Linked DNA regions of Xenopus laevis: region 2 is linked to region 1. The links are chromatin contacts, called in public Hi-C maps. All regions are on one chromosome and are shown on one strand. The core of a region is the stretch at or near the end of the contact, and the rest is flanking DNA. Distances in the headings are between cores, read along the strand shown.

The links. Hi-C and Micro-C count contacts between places; a contact is called where the count stands out from the background.
Region 2: a contact with region 1 is called in a Hi-C map of the XL177 cell line, with 4 times the contacts expected there. The contact joins the enhancer-like site here to the promoter of tspan4.S in region 1. A contact is called at or near these places in 2 of 4 Hi-C or Micro-C datasets (the XL177 cell line and the XTC cell line).

The regions. Positions count from the first base shown.
Region 1 is chr7S:97,241,013-97,247,352 of Xenopus_laevis_v10.1, reverse strand. It overlaps tspan4.S (tetraspanin-4), which reads right to left and starts at 3,857. Exons shown (of 8, transcript XM_018226986.2): 1 at 3,627-3,857.
Region 2 is chr7S:97,296,738-97,303,077 of Xenopus_laevis_v10.1, reverse strand. No RefSeq gene overlaps it. Among protein-coding and RNA genes, the nearest start is that of LOC108697784, 51 kb to the left of the region's middle. Within about 2 kb of position 3,222, at least 1 of the 7 cell types and tissues checked has an H3K27ac peak or open chromatin away from gene starts, as enhancers often do.

The sequences.
Region 1 (6,340 bases), core at 2,608-5,107:
GAAAATTGCCTGCAACAAAAAAGTTGCATGAGAAAAAAAAAACACCCATTGACTTGAAAAAGTCGCCTTAAGAAGAAAACGCCCATTGACTTTAATACATTTGGACAAAAAAGTCGCCTTAAGAAGAATATGTCCATTGACTTTAATGCATTTGGAGCGAAAAATGCATAAAAAGTTTTAAAAAAAAAGCACAGAAATTATTTTGAACGCCCATTGACTTGTCCGAATCATTTCTCCCAGCATACTATGCATTGGGGAGTCAGGATTCAGTGGGTATTAGTGCACAGAGCTGCTGCTGAGCTGCACTGCGTACTAACACCCCAAACTACATGAATGTGCATGACTACTCAAAGCAGCCAGGAAAGTTTTTATTACTCAAAACTACTGAGAATCCTTCATTCTATCTTAAAGGTGTGGTTTACTCTTAAATTAACTTTTAGTATGATGTAGAGCAGCAATCCCCAACCAGTAGCTCGTGAGCAACATGTTGCTCCCCAAACCCTTGGATGTTGCTCCCAGTGGCCTCAAAGCAGGTGTTTATTTTTGAATTCCAGGCTTGGAGGCAAGTTTTGGTTGCAAAAAAAACAGCTGTATTGCCTAATAGAGTCTCCTGTAGGCTGCCAGTCCACATAGGGGCTTCCAAATAGCCAATCACAGCCGTCGTTGGCATCCTCAGGAACTATTTTCATGCTTATGTTGCTCCCCAAACCTTCTTACATTTGAATGTGGCTCACGGATGTAAAAGGTTGGGGATCCCTGATGTAGAGAGTGATATTAACTGGCATTTAGTTTTCATTTTTTATTATTTGTGGGTTTTGAGTTATTTTACTTATTTATTAAGCTGCTCTCCAGTTTGCAGTTTCAGCCATCTGGTTGCTAGGGTCCAAATTACCCTAGCAACCATGCAGTGATTTAATTAATAGACTGGACTATGAATAGGAGGGGGCCTGAATAGAAAGACGAGTAATAGAAAGTGTCAATAACAATAAATATGTTATATGTGTTGTTTTTTAGATGGGGTCAGTGACCTCCATTGGAAAGCTGGAAAGAAGAAGAAGGCAAATAAATTAAAAACTATAAATAATGAAGACGTTGCTAAGAACCAGCCATTCTAAAACATACTAAAATTATACGTTTAAATCAGCCCATGTTTGTTCATCAAATAATTCATCATTTTTAAACTACTTCTAACATCCAAAAAATCCTGGTTATGGTGCACAATTTTCACTTGAACATTTAAAAGGGACCTTGAGACCAGTCCAGAAGCGATGAACTAGCGATTAGCAAACCATGGAATGTTCCACCCCCTGCCAGACCTTCATTCCTACCAAACATTACTGCTACTGCCAAGTCTTCATTCCCAAAATGACTGTAGACGGAGCCAAAACTCACATGAGTACACAGTGCATCTGATTCTGGCTGCGCAGTACAGCAAATCTGCCATGGAAATAGACAGTGACATCCCAGGAAAACACTGCCACTGGCAGAGACAATCACGCTAGGAAAAAAACTTTCCATGCAAAAAGTATCCCCAATTCATGTAACGTTACACAAAGCCACAAGGACTGAGAGACTACACACACATAGAAATAGTAAAGACAGACAAAGGGTCACTAAACAACCCAAATGAAATGGACAAATTTAGACAGGAGGTTTTATTCAAGGGTGGGTACCAGAAGTTAGAGTCCTGCACGGGTCCAATCAGACAGACCCGTGCCCGACCCGGACCCGCAGACCTGCACAGTGTTGGAATGGGACACCAGGGGCCCACCCAAAAACCTTAGACCAGGGGCCCACTCTCAGTACTATTATTCTTCCTCTCCTATAATCTATTATTCTATCTATTTAGCCTCTTTGTTCTCATAGAAATAAAGAATGGCCATGAAAAAGGCCAAAATGTTTAGCAGCATGAGGGGCCACTGATACCTGGGCCCCCCGGGAGTTTATCCGGTATCCTGGTGGGCCAGTCCGACACTGGCTGCAAGCCGACCCACTACCCTCTATGCCCCGCCCACCCAGACCCACTACCCGACCAAACTGGCAAACAGCTTGCTTACCCCCTGACCCAGTGCCCGAGAAAACTGGAAGCAAAGTCACTTTTTAACCGGATGTGGCATCACACGGGACCCTATTCCACTAGGTAAGGAAAGAGATCTTACCACAAACTCAGGAGAGGGTACGAGGGACCAGGCCTGCAACATAGCTGGGTACCCAGATGGGTTACCCACTGACTACTTGCACAATAAGGCACTCAGAAATTTCTGCCCAAAATCCAACCACCTTGTGGGTATTCTGCGGGTACCTGACCCAATGCAGGACTCTACCAGAAGTCTTTTTTTTTTTTAGGGGGATTATGAACCATATGTTCAAACTGGACTGGGAGTGAAGATAGGCCCTGGCATTCCAAGTAGGGATGCACCTAATCCAGGATTTCGGTTCGGGATTCTGCGTTTTTCAGCAGGATTTGGCCGAATCCTTCTGCCCGGTTGATGCATATGCAAATTAGGATTTGGATTCAGTTTGGTATTCGGCTGAATCTTTCGCAAAGGATTTGGGATTTTGGCCGATTCCAAAATAGTGGATTTGGTACATCCCTAATTCTAAGTACACAGAGGTCCAAATAGTCCTCCACCAGCCCAATACATAGTGACTGTCTATGGGACCTTACAGCAGCCCCTCTGGCATATGCCAGAACCCACAGATTGCCAGTCCGGGCCTGGTTCAAAGCATTTATTTGGGACATTCTTCTAACATGAAATGTGGAAGGGCATAACTGTCTCTATTCACCTCCAAAAATGAATATAATATGGCTATCCAACTTGTTTCCCCTGGCTGGGGTTAAACGTGTGGATGATACATGTTAGATGCTGCTGGAGTCTACATGTTACACAGCCCTGATAGCAAGGCTTTCTGACCCCAACTTACCTTACTAAATACATCAATTATCCAAGTGTTGCAGCAGTTTCCCAGAAAAAAAAAAAAATATATATATATATCATCAAGGCACAGTGGGTTTCTTTGCTACCCTTCTGCATACTACCTAAACGCTTCAGGGCCCCTCAATATTTAGGAGTTGGGTCAGCTGTCCCCTATAAAATCATCTGACCCTTATAAGAATGTCTGCTCCCCCCCCCCCTATATGAACATCTGCCCTTAGTTACAGCCTTATTTCTGGAAGACCAGACTCACCATATAAAACCCACGGTTTGAATGGTTAATTATTGTGATCATTTAGAGTCTCTCGGTGCATGGCTGGAGAGTGACCAGTGCAGTCTGCAACATGGATCTAAAGTATTTCTCTACTTTCAAGGGGCAACAGGGCAGTTTGGCTGATGAGAGTGGAATGAGAAATAGGGGGCAGAATAATAAACTGGGACAGAGCAGCAGAAACAGAACTGCCATTTATTATTCTGCTTTACCCCCCAAACAAACCTAGAGCCACAATAGTGATATGCTGCTCTGCTTCCAGAAGAGGTTCTGCAGAGGCTGGGGTCTAATCACTAGGCAAAAAGGAGAGGGTAGTGTAAAACTAAGTTACTGTCCCCTGCTTAACCACAAAGGAACAAACAACAGATCCATCTCTAACTCCCCTCCCAACAGAGAACTTTCCTGCTCCCACTTCTTACCCAGATATCCCGCTGTAGGTTAGTGTCCCGCAAAGAGCGATGGAGATCAGTCCACTTTCAGTTGTAGAGGGGGGATTCTTCTCACTTGCTGCTGATCACGCCAGGGATGTTGTGCTCTGTTATTGCTCGGCTCTGAGTTCCCAAACTCTTTCTGTTTCTTTTACTCCCTTCTGGCAGCTCAGCGCACTGTCTGGCAGCGGTGGGGGGCTGGTCCTTCACTAGTCACGTGACTCAGGGAGTGGGAAGGTGAGGGTCCTGAAGGAAATGAGAGGGAGGCGGGGGCGCAGTCTGTGGGGGGGGAACGCTAATGGGAACAATGTGTGACTGGCGGACTGGAGGGAAAAGAATGCGGGGTCTCTTTTGTTTGCAAGTTTTACGGAGTCAGCTCAGAATTTCCATAAACTTGCCTTTTTTTCATATCCTAAAAAGTCTCTTGGGTGTCAGGCAGTTGGGTGATACCTTGGGTGTCAGGCAGTTGTTGGGTGATCCCTTGGGTGTCAGGCAGTTGTTGGGTGATCCCTTGGGTGTCAGGCAGTTGTTGGGTGATCCCTGGGGTGTCAGGCAGTTGTTGGGTGATCCCTTGGGTGTCAGGTAGTTGTTTGGTGATCCCTTGGGTGTCAGGCAGTTGTTGGGTGATCCCTTGAGTGTCAGGCAGTTGTTGGGTGATCCCTTGGGTGTCAGGCAGTTGTTGGGTGATCCCTTGAGTGTCAGGCAGTTGTTGGGTGATCCCTTGGGTGTCAGGCAGTTGTTGGGTGATCCCTTGGCCGTCAGGCAGTTGTTGGGTGATCCCTGGGGTGTCAGGCAGTTGTTGGGTGATCCCTTGGGTGTCAGGCAGTTGTTGGGTGATCCCTTGGGTGTCAGGCAGTTGTTGCGTGATCCCTTGGCCGTCAGGCAGTTGTTGGGTGATCCCTTGGGTGTCAGGCAGTTGTTGGGTGATCCCTTGGGTGTCAGGCAGTTGTTGCGTGATCCCTTGGCCGTCAGGCAGTTGTTGGGTGATCCCTTGGGTGTCAGGCAGTTGTTGGGTGATCCCTGGGGTGTCAGGCAGTTGTTGGGTGATCCCTTGGGTGTCAGGCAGTTGTTGGGTGATCCCTTGGGTGTCAGGCAGAGTTTGTGAGTAACAGGTTCATATTGTCTTTCCCATTTCTCTCAGGCACAGATCAGCCTATCCCCCGAGACAAAAGCCAGAGATATTGCTGCTTATCCCTGGCCCCATGTACAGAGCCTCATAAAGATTTAGAGCAGTGCCGTGATATGTACAATAAACTGGAAACAGAGCCATAACCAACCCTGTATCCCCATTGCAAGTGAAATTAAAGTCAGCATTGGAAAGGTAAACTTGAGTTACATCTGCCTATATTAGCACTATGATAATAGTCTCTGGGAAGGGAGTGTGACTGTAGGATAGCAGGTATAGTAGGGAGAGATGGTGCCTATAGTAACAGTGGGATAATAGTCTCTGGGAAGGGAGTGTGACTGTGGGATAGCAGGTATAGTAGGGAGAGATGGTGCCTATAGTAACAGTGGGTAATAGTCTCTGGGAAGGGAGTGTGACTGTGGGATAGCAGGTATAGTAGGGAGAGATGGTGCCTATAGTAACAGTGGGTAATAGTCTCTGGGAAGGGAGTGTGACTGTGGGATAGCAGGTATAGTAGGGAGAGATGGTGCCTATAGTAACAGTGGGGTAATAGTCTCTGGGAAGGGAGTGTGACTGTGGGATAGCAGGTATAGTAGGGAGAGATGGTGTCTATAGTCACAGTGGGGTAATAGTCTCTGGGAAGGGAGTGTGACTGTGGGATAGCAGGTATAGTAGGGAGAGATGGTGCCTATAGTAACAGTGGATAATAGTCTCTGGGAATGGAGTTTGACTGTGGGATAGCAGGTATAGTAGGGAGAGATGGTGCCTATAGTAACAGTGGGATAATAGTCTCTGGGAAGGGAGTGTGACTGTGGGATAGCAGGTATAGTAGGGAGAGATGGTGCCTATAGTAACAGTGGGATAATAGTCTCTGGGAAGGGAGTGTGACTGTGGGATAGCAGGTATAGTAGGGAGAGATGGTGCCTATAGTAACAGTGGATAATAGTCTCTGGGAATGGAGTTTGACTGTGGGATAGCAGGTATAGTAGGGAGAGATGGTGTCTATAGTAACAGTAGGATAATAGTCTCTGGGAAGGGCGTGTGACTGTGGGATAGCAGGTATAGTAGGGAGAGATGGTGCCTATAGTAACAGTAGGATAATAGTCTCTGGGAAGGGCGTGTAACTGTAGGATAGCAGGTATAGTAGGGAGAGATGGTGTCTATAGTAACAGTGGGGTAATAGGGACTATGACTGTGGGTAGCAGGTATAGTGGAGTTATGTGGTTGTTGAAATCATCACTGACATAAGGCTGATATATCCCATGCCCAGTACAGCAGCTCTATGACTGGAACCTCATTCTTGCACAGATGTTACCATGCCCCAGTAAGTGGTGCAACAACTCATATCAGGAATGTTTAGACACATTTTACTCATAAAATTATCCAGTGATAAAGCAAAAGAAAAGTTTTTTCCATTAGAACAAAATGACTGCACCCTTAGCTGTAAACCAGGGATAAGGAAAGTCTGGCTCATTAGTGCATTGACCCCAGAGACTCCTATATGTCAGTTGTGTTTATTCTTGCTCCTATCTATTAAGTGGAACTTCCCAGAAAAGTGACAGGCATGGATCTTCTCATG
Region 2 (6,340 bases), core at 1,973-4,472, 56 kb before region 1:
GGGGAGGAGTTAGGGGGAGAGGAGCAAACTGAGCATGCTCAAGCCCTAGCCCTGGAGGTTTAAGCTGAAAACAGGAAGTCTGATACAGAAGCCCATTTGTAAACAATAGAAGGAAAGAAATGCAGTGTTTCTTTTGAGGACTTTGAGGGTTTACTGATGAATTTATATAGACCTTTCTGATTAAGCCTTTCTTTCTCCTTTAAGCGCAGTGTGACTAATTCAATATTACTGCTGCTAAATTGCACTGGGGCAATTGACAAAAGCAGGTTAAAAAAATAAATCAAATTTGCAATTGGTTGTTATAAGCAAAAGGGCCACATCAGTAGTAGTAGTTATAGCATTCTCTGTATTATAAGAGCCATATTTCTGGTAAAGAAACTTTAATTTTAAAGTTACCCAGGTGGCCCATCAGCAACCTTTGCCCCCCCCCCCCGGCAACTGCCAGCTTCTGCCGACAGCCAATGCCTGGGAGATCATCAGAGAGAAACACTAAAGCCTTGTTTAGACAATGGTGAGATGTTTCTGTACTTCATTATCACTCAATTTACAGAGTCTCCAGCACTAAATACTTTATCTAAATATATTGTTTTTATAATAAAATAAACATTCTGTTCTCTTGGAGCAACTGCCTTTTTTCTCTTTAATTATCGAGCACAAGATTTCACATTCTCACTTTCATTGGCGGTGTGAGAATTGCATCTGTGCGCGGGGGCTGCTAACTATTTCTGGCTTTGGCTTCTTTAGGAAAGTTTTGCTATTGACTTTGAAACGTTTTGCCTGGTTTCTTCCTTATAGTCTGATCAGTGATTAATATCAGATGTCATCTGATGTGCAAATGGTCTTTCTATCAGCCCTTTTCTGGTATGATCCTCAGGTCTTATGGGGACACAGTATGGACCCAGGCACAGCACTGATACACCGTTATCACCACTTGTTTAGTCTTCCCTCCCTCTTGTGCTGGTCCTGATGTCCAAGGAACCATTGGGACAAATGTTCAGTCCTGTGTTTAGCTCTAAATACAGTGAGCTCCATTGGACACATTATTACCTGGAGAGGGGATGGTTGAAGTGTATTTGTCCCTTTACCCTTTACGCAGTGGGGTAGGTAATATTAATTAAAGGGCATGTAAAGTCTAAAATAGAATAAGGCTAGAAATGCTGTATTTTGTATACTAAATATAAACATGAACTTACTGCACCACAAGCCTAATCAAACAAATAATTTATGCTTTCAAAGTTGGCTACAGTGGGTCACCATCTTATAACTTTGTTAAACATCTTTGCAAGACTAAGACTGTGCACATACTCAGTGTGGTCTGGGCTGCTTAGGGATCATCATAAACAAAGCTGCTTGAGTTCTGCATGGCTGGGAAGTAAGGCGGGGGCTCCCCCTGCTGTTCATAAGTATGATTGTTTCCCTGCTCAGCAGTTAGGGACCATCTGACAATTCCTATCCACAGCAGTAAATGAAGGGAGAATTTCACTGCATACAGTCAGGTTTCTTATAAAAACGGTACACATTTTTTAATTAAAGTATATTGGAGATAGGTTTCTTTTTCATTAAAGTAAAGAAAGTAAAAATGGGATTTTATTTTTTTGCCTTTACATGCCCTTTAAAGGACCAGTAACACCAACAAATGAAAGTGTTGTAAAGTAATGAAAATATCATGTAGTGTTGCCCTGCACTGGTACAGCAGGTGTGTTTGCTTCAGAAACATGACTATAGTTCATATAAACAAGCTGCTGTGTAGCAATGGCGGAAACTGAAAAAAGTCTCTATGGCACAGGTTAAATAGTGGATAACAGATAACACCATTATGTTCTACAGAGTTTATCTGCTGTGTAACATGAGCCTTTTCTCCTTTGAATGGCTGCCCCCATGGCTAGACAGCAGCTTATTTATACAAACAATAGTAGTGTTTCTGAAGCGAACGCAGCAGTTTTAGGGCAGAGACGCACGCTCAGATTTGGGGAGATTAGTCGTCCAGCGACAAATCTCCTCTTCTTCGGGCGACCAGTCTCTCCGAAGTCTGAACTGCCTCCCGCACGCTAGAATGTAAATCGCCGGTGGGATGGCAATCGGTTCGCTTTGTTTTCCGAAGCCACCCAAAGTTGCCGCAAGATGGAAACATCGGGTGACTTCAGAAAAAGAAACGTTTGGAGTGCCAGTGCAGTTCGGAGAGATTAGGGCAACTCTGCATTATATTTGTATTACTTAAGTGTAATTACTTTTGATGTTACTTTTCCTTTAAGCATTGGTGTCACAGATGCAACCTGTAATTTTGGGGGGCTTGGGTGGGGTCATGCATTCACCTCTTCTGACCGCATACCATACCCCTGTGTGCTTAAATTCAAGTGTCCTTTAACCAATCCAAGGGAGCCTTGCCAGCCCCGTGTCTTGTCAGTGCTTATATGAACAAGCAGCTCCCTTGAGTTGTGCCCAGGAATGTGCAATAACAACTGGCTTAGGGCTCCTTATTATTTACTTAGTGTCTCCTTTGTGCTTTAATTGCCAAGACTTTGTTTATGAAGGAGGGGCCCTAACCAGGTGGGGACTACCAATATCTTTTTTAATTTTTTTTTAAATTTAAGTTTACTCCAAAAAGATCCCAGCCTGCACCCGTGTGTAGTCCTGCACTGGGAATCATTATAGGCCCTGGCATTTCAAGTACACAGAGGCCTGAACAGCCCAATAAATAGTGACTGTCTATGGCATCTTACAGCAGCCCCTCTGGCAATTGCCAGAACCCACAGATTGCCAGTCCGGGCCTGCTCGTGGGTCTGCTGGCTTAGGCATTTTCAAGTGCTAATCACCTGATCCACAAGTGCACCCAAGGGTGCAGGCAATTTCCATAGGAATGAAATAGGGATAGTTGTGAATGTTCTTTCGCCACCAAGCTGTGACAAAACGAGTGGAATAGGCCTGTTTGTAATTACCGTTAGGGGTGTGATTGTGTGCCTCTTCGTGCTTTAGAACCTGCACCCAGGCCAATGGAAAAAAAGGTCTATGATCCAATAGGATCAGTCTCATGAATCTTTTTAACAAATGGCAATACACTCACCAGTGAGAAGCAAATGGCCCAAGGTGTGATGAAAGGGCAACCAAAGCCCCTTTCAATTATTTTATTTGCACTAAAGTACCACCTGCTGTGTACAAAAGCCACGTGAATCTAATGTTATTGATTCTTTTCTGGAGCTGACCACCTGGTTCCCCCTTCAATGGGACCTTGCACCCAGCACAGTGCAACTACTTCACCCCTGGCTACTGGGAAGAGATAAACTAGAAGCTGATTGTGTGGTGGGGCCATAGAGAAACTGCAGCAATATGCTATAATACAAATGAACCAAGCACTTGTACGATTTTTAATTAACACAAAATTCTGCTAACTGTGAATTATGTTTTCACACCAAGTGATATTTGCAAGGATACAGTAACTCATATCATTCTGCCATGTATTTGTGCATTCTGTTCAGTGTAAAAATAAAAACTTGGTAAATAGATAGGCTGTGCAGAGTAAAAAAAAATGTATCTAATATAGTTAGTTAGCCAAAAATGTAATGTATAAAGGCTGGAGTTACTGGATGTGTAACATAATAGCCAGAACACTACTTCCTGCTTTGCAGCTCTCTTACTCTCAGTTAGTCAGCAACTTGAAGGGGGCCCACATGGGACATAACTGTTCAGTGAGTTTGCAATTGATCCTCAGCATACAGCTCAGATTCAAAAGCAACAGATATGACCCATGTGGCCCCCCTCAAGGCTCTGATTGGTTACTGCCTGGTAACCAATCAGTGGAAACCAAGAGAGCTGCAAAGCAGGAAGTAGTGTTCTGGCTATTATGTTACACATCCAGTCACTCCAGCCTTTATACATTACATTTTTGGCTAACTAACTATATTAGATACATTTTTTATTTCGCACAGCCTATCTATTTACATAGTTTTTATACTAAAAAGTTCCTTTAAGTCTCTCGCCAGGTAAATATTTTGACTGCTCTCACACAAGAATGAAGAACAGTTTTTTCCCACAAAAAGTAATTTTTGTTTGTAAATGGGTTGTATGATACTATTAATCTTAAACAAGTTAGATGTACCCTGGGAAGAACTGAATGTTCTTATTGGCTGCAGGTTTGTTCGAACATTTCAATACTTTTATTGGCTATAGGTTGGTTTAACCCTGGAAATATTTGGCTGCAGTTGGTCTAAATGTCCCTATACAAGGGCCAATATAAGCTTCCGACAGATTAAGTCAGAAGCTTATTGGGCAGTGTATGGGGCCCTCCGATGGGCTTCCCTGGTCGATATTTGGCTGAAATTCTGCCAGATTTCGATTAGGCAGTTTTAAAAATCCAGTCGGGTAGAGTACCATATTGGTTTGTTAATTCGGTCCTCGATCCGTCCATATTCTCTACATTGTGATCCACCTCAAGGTGGACATATTGGGGAAAGATCCGCTCAGTTGGCGACCTCGCCAAACAAGCGGATCTCTGTATGTATGGCCATCTTTACCCTGCAAAGATTCCAATGCTTTTATTGGCTGCAGGTTGGTCTAACCCTGGGAAGATTTGGCAACAGGTTGGTCTAAAGGTGGGCATACACAGGCCGATAAAAGTTGCAGACAGACAACGTTGGCAGCTTATTGGCTAGTGTATGGGGACCCCGATGAGCTTCCCTGATCGATATCTGGCCACAAATCAGACACATGATGATTAAAAAAGCTTAAAATTCCTGTCGGATTGAGGACCACATTGTTCCTTGATTCCACCATCTGCATTTCTGGCCTTCTGATCTGATCATTGGGCGCCAGAATTGGATCAGTCTGATATCGCCCACTCAAGGAGAGCATATCTGTGCAACATCCACTTGTTTTGGCAGATCAACCCCTGTATGGTCATCTTAACCCTGAGAGGATTTCAATGTTCTTTTTAGCTACAGGTTGGTGTAACCCTGAGAAGATTTGGTTGCAAATTGGTCTAACCCTGAGAAGATTTAAATGTTCTTATTGGCTGTAGGCTGGTCTAAAGGTGGCCATACATAGGCCGATATAAGCTTAGGCAGTGTATGGAGCCCCCCGAAGGGCTTCCCCCAATCCATATCAGGCTGAAAATTGCCAAGATTTTTTAAAATCCAATCTGATCGAGGATCACATTGGTTTGTCAGATTTCAATGTTCTTATTACGCTCAAGAAGTTGTGCAGCAGAGTTCAGAAGTAGCATAGTTAGATCCCAGAGCTTTTCAGATAACAGATCCCATACATATGTGCAGTTTTATATGATACTAGGTTAGCATTTCAAAAAGTACATTACAGAAACCAAAACCAAATGCATTTTTAAAAAACTTTATTGTTATATAAAGCAGGGGGTAGTCATTGGCATCCCTTGTGTCCAGCTGATGGTAATAATGACATTATATGAGAAATCAGAATACGATATTCTGCAATAATAGTGTTTACACTGGTCTTGGCTGAGAGGATACCAACAGTGTCAGAGACCTCATAGAGAGGGTTTACCAAATGGGGACCTCAAATTCCACTGTCAAGGCGGATAACACGTCCATCAAGTGGGAGGAGCTTACACAATGCTGTTTCAGTGCATGTGCAACTACAACTCCCAGAGCCTCATGTCAGAGACCCCTTTAGCATAGTGTCTGGGTCCTGCAGGAACATTCTTGGGTCCCTTATCTCCAAAAGCATTAGGAAGATGAAATTAATCAGGGCCTATACTACTGGGGCCCTTAGCTGCTGCTGGATCAGCCATCGCTATTATTATATACCAGGTACTGGGAAAACATATCTCTCACAACTAAAACAAGTTTCATGGCAAAAGTCCAACTAGAAAGCCTTCATATGTCATCCACCAATAGGTCTGGCCTAGGAAGCAGAGCACTGGTTATTATTTTTGGAGACCTTTTAGTTGCCCATGGCTGCCATGAAGCCAAAATGTGGCAACTGTTCAGAAGTAATGATGTTGCTTGATAGCCAGTAGATCAATCTGGATTCTTGCACCAACCCAAAGTGTATTCTGAAGGACACCGATTGGCACCGCTTAATAACTAGACACCCATGTCGCCACCAATGTAATACTAACTGCAAAAATCAGCTTCAAGATATATATTCATATAGTAATGCTAAATCAAATGACTCCTAATGCCCATTTATTGTGCTCTGTACATGCCCGGCTGGGAAAGGATCAAGTGGGAACTCTGAATAATCTGCTTTTTTGCTGAGGAAATGCCAGTGCTTAAAGGACCAGTAACACCAAAAATTAAAACCAATAAAGATCATGTATTTCTATAGTGTGCGCTTTAAAGGGATTCTGTCATGATTTTTATGATGTTGTTTT